2 separate regions of the Mus musculus genome follow, and region 2 is linked to region 1. A link is a contact called in public HiChIP or PLAC-seq data. All regions are on one chromosome and are shown on one strand. The core of a region is the stretch at or near the end of the contact, and the rest is flanking DNA. Distances in the headings are between cores, read along the strand shown.

What was found. HiChIP or PLAC-seq counts read pairs in DNA pulled down with a chosen protein or histone mark.
Region 2: a contact with region 1 is called in a FOXA1 HiChIP or PLAC-seq map of pancreatic cancer cells. The contact joins the enhancer-like site here to the promoter of Upf2 in region 1. A contact is called at or near these places in 2 of 39 promoter capture datasets (embryonic stem cells and frontonasal cranial neural crest), 2 of 115 datasets of contacts at active chromatin or transcription factors (embryonic stem cells and pancreatic cancer cells) and 1 of 9 other capture datasets (adipose tissue).

The regions. Positions count from the first base shown.
Region 1 is chr2:5,949,043-5,955,450 of GRCm38.p6, forward strand. It overlaps Upf2 (UPF2 regulator of nonsense transcripts homolog (yeast)), which reads left to right and starts at 2,427. Exons shown (of 22, transcript NM_001081132.1): 1 at 2,427-2,511.
Region 2 is chr2:6,114,407-6,120,814 of GRCm38.p6, forward strand. All of the region lies in intron 1 of Proser2 (proline and serine rich 2), which reads right to left. Among named protein-coding and RNA genes, the nearest start is that of Proser2, 13 kb to the right of the region's middle. Within about 2 kb of position 4,110, at least 68 of the 459 cell types and tissues checked have an H3K27ac peak or open chromatin away from gene starts, as enhancers often do. A contact at or near this core is called in pancreatic cancer cells, where this site is marked.

The DNA.
Region 1 (6,408 bases), core at 1,177-3,676:
CTGCTCACTTCATTGTATCTAGCTGGATAACACAGGCTTAGTGTTTAGTGTACTAAACATATTATGAGTTAGTGCTGGGGAGCAAACCCAGGGTTGTTTGCATGCTCAGCAAATGCTCTACCATTGAGCTGATCCTTAGCGCCTCCTCTTGTTTGTTCCCTGTGATGACAAGAGTTCCTAAGAACACCTGGGGTGTTCTTAGACAGGGGTTGACTTGTTTAGGATGAGAACTTGTTCATCAATACAGGGATAGATCTCTTTTTTCTTCCTTTTTTAAAAGTTAAAAGAAAACTGTGTGGGTGTGTGTATGTATACATGTGCACTGCAGACACCAGTAGAGGGTACCAGAGCGCCTGGGTCTAGAGTTATACAGTTGGTTGGTTGTGAGCTACCATGTGGGTGCTAGGAACTGAACCCAGCTATCTGCAACAGCAGCAGGTAATTTTAACTCTTGGGCCGTCTCTCCAGCCCCCAGTTTTTCTCAGTTTTTAAGTGGGGTCCTGAGTTAGAGCCCAGGGCTTCATGCAAGATAAGGCAATGCTGTAAACTACATTCTAGATCCAGGAAATAAATACTTTCTTGTTCTGAGATAGGATTTTGCTGTGTGCTAGGATGGCCTCTAATTTGTAGCAATCCTCTTGTGCTGAATTACAGATGTGAACCACCACACCACCAGATCTGGAGCAGGGTAAGACAGACAAAATAAGAAAAGGAGACCTGCGACTTGGAAGTGGTCCTCAGTTGTGTGTTATAGAAAAAGCTTCTCGGGCTGTAGAGATGGCTCAGTGGTTAAGAGCACTGACTGCTCTTCCAGAGGTCCTGAGTTCAAATCCCAGCAACCACATGGTGGCTCACAACCATCCGTAATGAGATCTGACACCCTCTTCTGGTGCATCTGAAGACAGCTACAGTGTACTTAGGTATAATAATAAATAAATATTAAAAAATAAAAAAAGCCGGGCGTGGTGGCGCACGCCTTTAATCCCAGTACTCCGGAGGCAGAGGCAGGCGGATTTCTGAGTTTGAGGCCAGCCTGGTCTACAAAGTGAGTTCCAGGATAGCCAGGGCTACACAGAGAAACTCTGTCTCGAAAAACAAAAAACAAAAAGCTTCTCATAATTACTTATCAATGGCATAGAGTGGCAGCATTCACCTCTCCCTCCTTCGGTGCCCTTTACGTGATTGACCTATTGGTTGTTTTGAACAAGAAAAAATTAACCCAGGAGGTGCACAATTTGAAAGAGAATTTACTTGCTAATAATGAAGTGGGCAGGGAGAAAGCAAATGGGCAAAGGCTGAATAAAAAGGGGGCAAAGACATCTCAAGCACTAAGGTTGGTAGCAGATCATTGTACGGGCTTGAACACTGATGAATCCAGACTTGTTTTGCACCTTTGTTCCTTTGGCTATGGGCCAACCAGAGCAGAACCATATGTACATCTAAGCAGACCACAATCTGAACACGAATCGGAGGTCAGAAGCACATTATATCCACTTGGGAAAACAGGTTGAGCAGCTGATAATGCACTTCACAGTCAATTTGGTTCAAGTTCGTAACCCCATCCCTTTAAAAACGGGGCGATTTCATTCCACTGTGAAAGTTATAATACTTACAATAGAGGGCTTTCTATATTTTCCAAATGGGAAAAGCCTTGATTGCTCTCTATTTTAGCTGTTTTTCATGTCCAACACCTTAAACCGGTTCTGGAAATTCCCCCACCAGTCTACTCTACCTCTACCTTCCTCAACAGCCATGTTCTTTAGCTTTTCGATTTTTTAAACCTTCAACCTTTCGGTATTAGTCCAATCAAAGTTTGCCTTCTTGAACCCGTTCCTCACGTTCGCATCAGGCAACCTTCGGAGAACTAAGTTACCAACCTTGACCTCGACAGCGCCCCGTAATTCTACTATCCCACCACTCTTCTATGCCTCCTTAGAGTTCCGCCCCGTCTCATTCTCGCTCCCCCCACCCCCGCCCCCAGCCGTGAATCGCTTGCGCCTGCGCATCTCCAATTCAGGCGCTTTCCCTTTCCTGACGACCAATCCACTTCCCGCCTCCGGTCCTTGGAACACTCCTCCCCTCTGCTGGGGCCCTGATTGGAGGTGCTGGAAGCGGTTGTCCTATTCATTGCCTGTACATAAAAATTTACAGATAGGAGAATTTCAACGAATATCTGAAGGAGAAGCACATCCTCGAGATTAGGTATAGATTGATCACTTCTTAACCCAGACGAGGGATTGAACACATAGCGAGGGACCGGAGACGAAGGTCCATTTGGACTAGGCAGTCGTGCGGGCAGCCTTTTCCTTTTCCCTCTGCGCTCCGCCCCGCCCCCCTAGCAGCCCGGCCGCGTTGGTGAGTGGCGGGCGGGCGGGCCGACGGGCGGAGGGAGGAGGGGAGCGGAGGGAAGGCGGGCCCTCGTCTGCGAGAGCGGCGGGGGGAGGGGAGGGGAGCCCGAGCGCTGGAGTTGGTGCTGGGAAACCCGGGGCTAATGTTGACAACAGGCACTAGGTGAGTTCCGGGGATCCTCCTTCCCCCTCCACTCCGACGATAGGGACGAGCTGGTGCGGAGGGCTACCGGTCCGGACTCCTGCTCCCCGAGGGACCCGAGAGGCGACTCCGCACTCCAGCTCTCCGGGGGCGGCGAGCAGTGGAGGGACGAGCGGATCGGACGTCGTCCTCCTCAGACCCCTCTCCCGGAGGCTCCGGTCAATGTGGGGGGGATGTCTCGGCCCGGCCGAGGCCGGCGTGAGGGGCGATAGAAGAGGTGTCTGCCCCGCATGCCTGGGCCCAGCGTCGGGGCTGGAGGCGGAGGAGCCTGCCGTGGAGGGGGAAGGTGTTCGGGGGCGTGGAAGAGTGCGAGGAGAGGCTTGGGGCGAGCTCGGCGGTCCGGAGGGAAGCGTGGACGAGGGAGCGGGGAAGATGTGGAGTAGGCAGTCGAGCTGGAGAGGCTGCAGTCTGAGGGAGTGTGGGATGAGAAGTTAGGCTTGGGGCTTAGATGTCCCCACGGAATAGGAGTTGTGGACGGGAAGTGTGTCAATGGTGGGACCCTGAGACCCAGCGGGGGTTTGTGGGAGATTTGTGGGTGATGCGTGTGCAGGGGAAGAGGCTTGGAGCGGACCTGCGGATGGGGGGCAACGGGGCTGTTCGGGTTTACTTCCTTTTAATCAGGTAGGATGGTTGACTGTTCGACTCGAACTCAAGGCTTTCATTACTTCCCTTACAAGCAAGTACTGTTGAACTAAAGAGAAGCCTAGCAGAGGCTGCTTACAGGTTTGGGGGTACGCATGGAAGCGAATAGCCTTGCTCTTAGAAAACCTTAAATGTACCGATTGACACATTAGATGAAAATAAGACTGTTACTGACCCTTCTCATTTGTCATAGTTTTTAGGGGTTCATAAAAGTCGTACAGATCGTCAGGAAAGCCACTTTTGAGCTGTGGTGAAATCTCTGAAAAAATTTGAATAAGTCTCGTACATATATAAGGATTTTGTAAAAGAATAAACTCAGAAACCGGAAGATATCTCTGTGCTGTTCTACCTTTAGAACATTTTGAGTTCAAAACACAGACTTGAAAGGTAAACCAGCATTCTCTTACTCTGTAGTGTTTTCAGAGCAGTCTGATTGTGATTTCATACATAGACCATATGGTACTTAGCAAACTTATAGCTGTATTAGGGGACACCTCCGTTCTCTGTCCTCTCTCCAGGACACTGCATTAGAGTCTGTCTTACTAGTAAAACAGTTTTTACTTTCTTTTGGAAGTTTAGAATGTACTTAGAAAGGCAACTAAAATAATACAGACCAAGTGCCGGGAGCGGTATTTTGGGAGCTAGAAAGGTGGTTTTCAATCATACTTTCCTTTTAAGGGCTGTCTGAGTACTTAGCAGAGTAGTTTGTAAAAGTTGATTCTATTTCAATTTCAAGACCACTAATTTTTATATTCACTTCTTTAATATAATATTACATGGGAAATTTGGAGACACTCTAGGTGAATTATTTAGCTGTTATTAAATAAGAATCTAGTGCTTTTATTAGATTTAATTTATTGAATTTAAATTGACAGATTACAAGTGTATTGTCATTGGATTTGTGTTTCTTTTCTCTTCTCTTCTCTTCTCTTCTCTTCTCTTCTCTTCTCTTCTTTCTTTCTTTGTTTTTTGAGACAGGGTTTCTCTGTCTAGCCCTGGCTGTCCTGGAACTCACTCTGTAGACCAGGCTGGCCTCGAACTCAGAAATCCGCCTGCCTCTGCCTCCCAAGTGCCGGGATTAAAGGCATGCGCTACCACTGCCCAGTTTTGTGTTTGTTTGCTAGTGTACTTGGTTTACACAGTCCTGTGAGTGTGAACATAGTGGAAACGAGCCCTGGGTAGCTACGGAAGCACTTGGGTAGTGTTGGGCAGCTTGTATTGTCTAACACTCAGCGTAACCCTGAAGCTTGGAGGGTAGAGCCCCATAGTCTGTTTAATCCTAAAGATCACTCATCTAGTAATGGCCTTTTCAGCGTCAGGCCTGAAAGAGAGCTGTCATTTAGTGTCTTTCTTTCTTTCTTTTTTTCCTTTTGTTTTGTTTTTCGAGACAGGGTTTCTCTGTGTAGTCCTGGCTGTCCTGGAACTCACTCTGTACACCAGGCTGGCCTCGAACTCAGAAATCCTCCTGTCTCTGCCTACCAAGTGCTGGGATTAAAGGTGTGTGCCATCACTACCCAGCATTTAGTGTCTCTCTTTATGGTGGCTACTGTGCTATAGGTTAGTAATTCTTTAAGATGGGCAGCAACAGCTTCATTTTATTGGCAAATAATTAAAATAAACAGAAGTTAAGTTGCCTGATTTCCATAGCTAGTAAGATACAAAGCTGGGACGCAGACTTAAGGCTGACTTGAACACCTGTTCTGTTTGCTCAAGTGGTATTCCTGCCTGGACTTTAGTTATAAGTTTGTTAGCTGAAATTTGGTTCTGATACCAAGACTTGCAGATCTTTTTGGGAATCTGTTTTACCATCTTCAGAAACAGGATTTGTCTTAATTTGTCACTGACTGTTACTGTTTATTAGTGTGGTAGTTATTTACATAAACTAAAAAGTGAATATTGGTGAGTCGTGAAAGTTTGGGACCCTGATGAGCTTATAAATGATGATCATTCATGGATTTGTCAGATAAAGAGTGAGTTGATTCTATGGAAGAATTTTAGTTTTGTAAGGAACACTTTAGTTATAAATTCTGATGTCATTTTTGTTGTCTGAGAATTGTATGTTCTTATAATCTTGAAATATCTTGTTACTTCAAATCACAAAATTCAAATTCCATAAATTTTTGTTGCATATAATGATTAATACCCTTAAATAAGATTGTGCTGTTACCTTAAACATTACATTGTCTCCGTACGTTCAGCCAGAGTGTGCCAGTAAGTTAACGTTATGTTGCAAGTGCTTAGCCATTATCAGAGCTTCCCGCTGAGATTCATAATTCTATGATTTGTCATAGTCGGGTGTCTGTGATCAAGTCTTCCATCACATAGTTTGGTACTCTGAGGGTTCTTAACTTGGCTGAAGACTGTGAATTCACATTCCAGTTCTATCATCAGCTGTGGGGACCCTGGTCAAGTTACTTGGTTAAGTCTCACTTTACTCATTTATAAATAGGGAAAATAATACCCTCCTCATAAAAATTTTAGGATTACATGAGATAATGTACATAAAATGTTTAGTATGGCTCCTGTGACTAGATACTGGTATTATACTGTTTGAAGGTTTGTTTTAGAGAGTGGTATTTTCACATTAAAGGTGGACATATACTGGAGAAAAAGAAGGTAAATAAGAAGGGAGGCTGAAGGAAGGTAAAGGCTGACAACTAGGCTGTCTGTGTACCTTCAGAATTCTCCTGGTCTAGGCTGTCTTTCTGATAATATTTAACTCTAAAGTAATAAATTCCTTATTTATTTATACTTTATTTATTATTGCAAAGGCTTTAGCTATTAACCTGGGATTTCTTGCTATAAATTTAAATGCCATACTTGAAAATATTTAAGAATACTTGTATATCCTTAACTTTTACTAAGACACCAAGAAGTTTAAATACTTTTATACTTTGTAAATAATATTGTGAATTTTCTTGTATGTAACTTGCAGATAATTTAGAAGTTAAAACGTAAAAGTAGTGCCCCAAAAAATTGTGTGAGATAACTAGCTCTAGGGTAGAGAAATATATTTTCTGAGAAGTTACTACATTTTAGTGAGATATACAGGTTTTTTCTTTCAGTATCTGTAGTTTCCAGTTAAGGATGTGTTTGTTTAGCGCTGTCCAAATAGCACTTTCTGTGATGGTGGAAATGTTTGGTATCTGCACTGCCTTGCTTGGAAGCCACTGGTCGTGGGAAGTTGAACACTTGAAATATGGTGGTCCTGAGCAG
Region 2 (6,408 bases), core at 2,860-5,359, 170 kb after region 1:
GCAAACAGGAGGACTGGAGTTTGTAAGACTCTGTCTCATGATAGAAGGTAATAGAACAGGACACCCAGTGTCCTCTGGCCTCCACACCTGCATCGACAGCCCATCCCCACAATTAATAATGCTGAATGTAACATCATACCTGATTCCAAATTATGTTACAAAGCCAATATGATATTGACACAAAAAAACCAGACATGGAGATCAATCCAGACAGTATGTAAGATTCAAACATAAGCCCAGTGAGCTTTGAGAAAAACACCAAAATTATATATATTAGAGAAAAGACATCCTTCTTCTCTAACAGATGGTGCTATCCACATACAGAAAACTGAAACTAGATCCTTCTCTCTGACCCGGCACAGAAAGTAACCCTGAGTGGACCAGACACCTTAAGGTAAGACCCCAAAACCCTGAAGCTGAGAGGAAGACAGTATAAGACAGGTATAGCTAAGAGCTTTCTGAATGGGACTCTAGTCAACAGTGACAAGTGGAGTAGCATGAAATGAAACGTCCTCTGCTCCGCCAAGGAAACGGATCATCAGGTGCTGAGAGCCCACGGGACTGGAGACAACCGTTTCTAGCTATCCATCTGACAGAGGAGCAATATCTAGAAAACCAACTCAAAATACTCAACAAGCCAGGCAGAGTGATGCATGCTTTTAACCCCAGCACTCTAGAGACAGTCAGGCTGCTCTGCACAGTGAGTTCTAAGCCAGTCAAGGCTACAGAGTCAGGCCTGGTCTCAAACAACAAACAAATGAAAAACTACTTAGAAACCTAAACAGAACAACACACACAATCAAAAAAACAAAAAACAAATAAAAAATCTGAGCATACTACTGTACAGAGGCCTCCCAAGAAGAAGAGATACAAATGGCCAATAGATATTTTCAGATACGTTCAACACCCTTAACTGTCAAGGGAATGAAAATTAAAACCATACTGAGATTCTATCTCACCCCAACTGGAATAGCAGTCACCCAGAAAACAAATGACAGCACCTCCCGGCAAAGATGAGGAAAAAAGGGACTTTTGTCCACTGTAGGTCAGAGGCTAAACTGACCCTGGGAATCAGTATGGGGTTCTCAAAAAACTGAAAACAGTCCTTCCTACCATACGGCTCAGCTGGGCCACTTCTAGGCAAATACCCAAAGGACTTAGAACCTGCTGTAGTGGTGGTTAATACTGCTGACAGTCACTGATCTAGTCACAATGGCTAGGAAATGGAATAGGCCTGTATGTCCATCTACATGAGTCGATAAGGAAAAAGTGGCACATTCGTATGCACCGGCACACACACACACACACACACACACACACACACACACACATGACATAAGAACATATAGATATTTTTGAGAGAAGATTTTACTGTGCATCCCTGGTTAGCCTACAGTTTGCTATGTAGACCAGGCTGGCCTTGAACTCATGGAGATCCATCTACCTCTGCCTCCTGAGTGCCTGAATTAGAGTCGGGCACCCACCGCATCTGAATGACTTTTTTTTTTTTTTCTTTTTGGTTTTTTGAGACAGGGTTTTCTCTGTGTAGCCCTGGCTGTCCTGGAACTCACTCTGTAGACCAGGCTGGCCTCGAACTCAGAAATCTGCCTGCCTCTGCCTCCCAAGTGCTGGGATTAAAGGCGTGCGCCACCAGGCCCGGCTTCTGAATGACTTTTATGAAGGAATAGAAGCATTACAAAAGACACTGGTGCTGGGACTTGGTAAAGTCAGTCTGGCATCTTCCTTTGCCCCGAGGGCCTCCACTCTTAGGCTCTGGTACATCTTCCCTTAGGCTTCCCTGGCCCGGCTGCCTGAGCTACCACAAAACAGGCTCCTTCTCCAGGTCACTGCACCTGGGGACCAGAGCTACGATGGTCAGAGGCATGAGGGATATCTCTAAGCCTGATGGGTGTCTGAGGCCCAAAGGTACTGCAAGTCCTACGGAAGATAGAAAATACTGAAGGTGACCCTAGCAAGGAGGTCATGTCCATATAACTTGTAGGAACAAAGGCATCCGCGGTTAAGAGCACTTATTGCTCTTCCACAGAAACCAGGTTTGGTTCCTGGCACCTACATCAGGTGGCTCACAACTGGCTAAACTCTAGTTCCAGAGGATACAATGACCTCTGGCCTTTGTGGGCATTCACACACACACACACACACACACACACACACACACACACACACACACACACTGTGCACATATACACAGGCACATACAAATACACAGATAAATAAAAATAAATATATTTTCAAAAAGTGTCACTACTGCATATATCATAGATGTATACACACAGCCCTACCCCCTTCAAATCTCAGCAACCACATGGTGGCTCACAACCATCTGTAACAAGATCTGACGCCCTCTTCTGGTGTGTCTGAAGACAGCTACAGTGTACTTGGATATAATAATAAAGTGCCAAACCAGGCATGGTGACACATGCCTTTACTTGCAGGCAAGTCTCTGAGTTCAAGCCCAGCCACATCTACAGTATGAGTTCCTGGGCAGCCAGGGCTACCCAGAGAAATCTGTCTTGGAAAAAGAAAAAGGAAAAAAGAAAATGTGACCCTGTAAGGTAGTTAATTTTCTGACTTTCTTTGCAGATTACCTATCTCAGAATCCTAAACATCAAATGAGTTCAGTAAAATATTCTAAAAGACCAGAGAGACAACAATGAGGAGCATGCTTCCAATGTACTGAGTTAACAGGCGCAGCCATTTGTGCAGACAGTCAATCAATGCAACCCCTGCAAGGGGATTCGCTCAGGTGGCTGAGTGTGGCAAGAATCTAAGAACAGATTTCAAGAGAGATCGCCCACCCCATTTCTCTTCATGTCTTCAGTGATTAAGTCCAGGTCAACTCAAGAGCAAGGTTAGGAAACCAGAAGAGTGAACACATGTGGGAAGCCACATATGCCATTACAAGGTGGTGCTGGCTACTGCTGACCACCACGCATAAGGTTGGGTAAACAACCAATGTGTACATATGCAGTAAAGTTTTTTGCCAGGTCACTGCCTGGCCCAGGCATGTTAATGAGGTTATGTGAGGTACTGAGATTATAACCAATAGGATGTGAGACATGCAAATGAGGTAGTAAATGCATAACCAATCCAGGTGTGAGACACGCCTCTCCTAGGCCTATATAAGCAGCACCAGTTCTGGGCTTGGGGTCTTTCACCTAAGCAGTCCATGATCTCCCAATAAACGTGTTGCAGAAGGATCCTGTTGTGGCGTCTTTCTTGCTGGCAAGTCGGCCGTCTCACAAACACACTCAGCTTTTAGAAGATACCATTACATCAAATAGCATGGGGAAAGACTCAAAGCGTCCAAAGTCATAAGCAGAGAGAGAGAGAGAGAGAGAAGCACAAGTCAGAAACCAGCCTAAACTATATAACAAGACCCTGTCGCAAAACAAAAACTAGGAAGGCTAGATGTAGTGACCCACACCTGTAGTCCCAGTACTTGGAAGGCTGAGGCAGGAGGATCAGAACCAAGGCCCCAGCTCCATAGTGAATTGAAGGCCAGCCTGGGCTATATGTGAACCTATCTCAAAAACCGTAACCAAACCACCACAAGGGCCAAAGGCTTTGAAAACCATTTAATAACATGTGGCCTTTAACAGTAACACAATTATATAAATATCTAAATAACTAATAGCATAAAAGTCAGGCTTTCAGATAGATACACAGGTCGAACTCCAATGTAGTAAGTCTCAAAAAGTCAAACAGTTAGCATGCATCTAGTGACCCCGCAGTGCACAGTGCAGACCCACAGAGAGTGCTGACAACAGGGGCCAGCGCGCAAGCAGCAGAGCCCAGCAAAGGTAAAGAGATGCCTGTGTTTCAGCTATGCTCCTGGACTCAGGCTGGAGTCAGGCTAAGCGAGCTGGCCCAGGCAGTGAAGGCAGGCTAATTCTTGCATCCTTCCTGTGGATCCCACCCACTTGACTCAGCTCAAACTGGGTCCTGACCCGAGTGAATCACAGCTCCAAGGAAAGGGGAGGGGCTGGCGCACACCAGCCTTCAGGAGTCAGCAAGGTGAGGGCGTGCAGGATAGGAAGTGCTGATTCACCCACACAGTTCAGAACTCCCCAGCCTGTGAGAAGGCTCTGGAACTGTGCCCGTCTGGGCAGGGATGGCAGCGGGCAGCACGTGGGCCCTCACGGTGTGGCGGGGAGGTGGTGACTTACCACCGTGCACTTCCAGGAGACACCTTTTGTATGTGTTGCTATAACTCTAAAGGCTAAGAAACTGTACGTTTAGCTTTCTGAAGGCTGTTGTCTCTCACATTCTGTGTGTGAGGAAGCTAAGCAGGATCTTCTACGAGGCCAAAGTAGCAGGAGAGAGCAGGTGAAACCTTGGTTCCACACGCCTCCTGGACGTTAACTGTTGATCTAAAGGCGGGAGCAGAGACAATCTCCACCTGGCCGGAAATGGTCCCTGAGATAGGGACCCTTGAGCTCGAGCAGACTGACAGCGCTGAGCACAGCCATAGGTCTGAGGGTCATTACCACTTGGAAATATCTACTGTCCTTGTCCAGTCTAGGGTCTCTGCAGTAAGGGAGGCTAGGGGGAGCAGAAGGTACTAAGAAACCGACTCTTCTCAGGGTTGCAGGGGTGAAGAGCAAGCATTGGAAAAAAAACTCAAAAGACCAGAAATACAACCAGGTCTCAATGTTTTTGGTGTTTCCTGTGTTTACCTTTGAGCAAGGAGAACAAGGCCAAGGTCATTCATTCATCATCTTAGTGAATCTTCATCTGCCCAGACTGCTTTAGTCTGGAGGACAGCAGCCAGCTGAGGGGAAAAGTCTAACAGCTCTTGAGCTGTGACTGTAGAGTCAAGTGATGTCCCCATCCCCTCCCACCCCACCAAGCTCTGCAGTGAGTTTGCTTGACCACCCTCCCCCCCAAATGCATCTCATTTTCTTCTTACTGCAACATTCCAGAAGGATGTTGCATGCTGTAGAGGGTAAGCCTACTACCTTCCTTACAGCACCCGACTGCTTGTCAATAGCCAGTAGACACACACAACCCAAGCGACCACGTCGCGCCACTGTGCACCTGAAAGCTACTGAGCCTGTGGAATCCCCACAGTGAACTCTCTCTCAAAGGCCCATTCACAGGCACAAAACTCTGCTCTCAGGCACTGCTGGCTCCTCCCGCCTCCTGACACTCATATCTAGCCAGTCTTGCAGAGTCTCCTTACTTCCAACAGCAAAACCACCATTTCTTTCTGGCCCTTCCCTAGTACAGACCCATTGCTGCCCACGCTGACCTACTGCCAACCCACCATGCCCATCTTGATGGTCACCTGGCTTCCTCTACTTTCCTGGAGCTATTACACCGGATCATACCACTCGGATGTCACGACTTCGGTAAAGCGATCAACTCTAAACCCCTCCTTCCAGACTTCACAATCAGATGGACTGCAGAGGACTTCAGCAACATGGTTAAAGATGTGATCTCAGCAGTGTTTACACTACAGTATACCAGGATAAAGCAACCTCATAACATACGTTCCACTGATCAGGCATGGTGGAGCTCTCCCATAACCTTGGTACTCAGGAGGCTGAGCTAGAAGACAGGAGGATGCAAGGCCATCCTGAGCTACCTACCCAGATTCCATCTATACACGACAAACATTCTTTTCATTTTATAAAGAGAGATGGAAACGGCTGACATACTGGGTCACAAAGCAAGTCTTAGCACATTTCAATACTTACAATGCCAACAAAGATAATTAGAAGAATCCACCCATATAGCCATAAGAACTGAGTCCTGGGGTTAGAGAGATGGCTCAGCTGTTAAGAGTTCTTGCTGTTCTTCCAGAAGACCTGAGTTCAGTTCTCAGGCCTCATGTTGAGGACTAATGTCCTTTTCTGACCTCAGAGGATGGACACACACACACACACACACACACACACACACACACACACACGGCACATACATATAAATATACATAAAGTCTAAAAAATACCTTAAAAACGCGGTACTAAATAACTCTTGCAAACTATTTATATTAGAAAGTATTTTGAGCTATGTGGTAGGAGGGACGTTAGAAACGGTCCCAGGATGCAGCCAACGCTTGTGATGTCAGAAAAGGAGGAAGAAACATAATGAGCCGAATTCATCCCAACTTTAGCTGGGCAGGACCAAAAAAATAAACAGAGTGGATCACAGAAAAGACATGAATACAGAGAACCCAGATTTAAATAAATAGGAAAAACACATTCTGACCAGAGCAGGACCCTAGGGTGACCTCTGCCCTTCCTTCCCTCACTCACGAGGATTTTGAGAAACTCGGACACAAAACAACCTAGCAAAGAAATAATCTTTAACTCGGTCCTGAAAAATCTCGATTCAATGACATAATGACCAAATGACTTCTTAAAAGATATGAGGATTTTT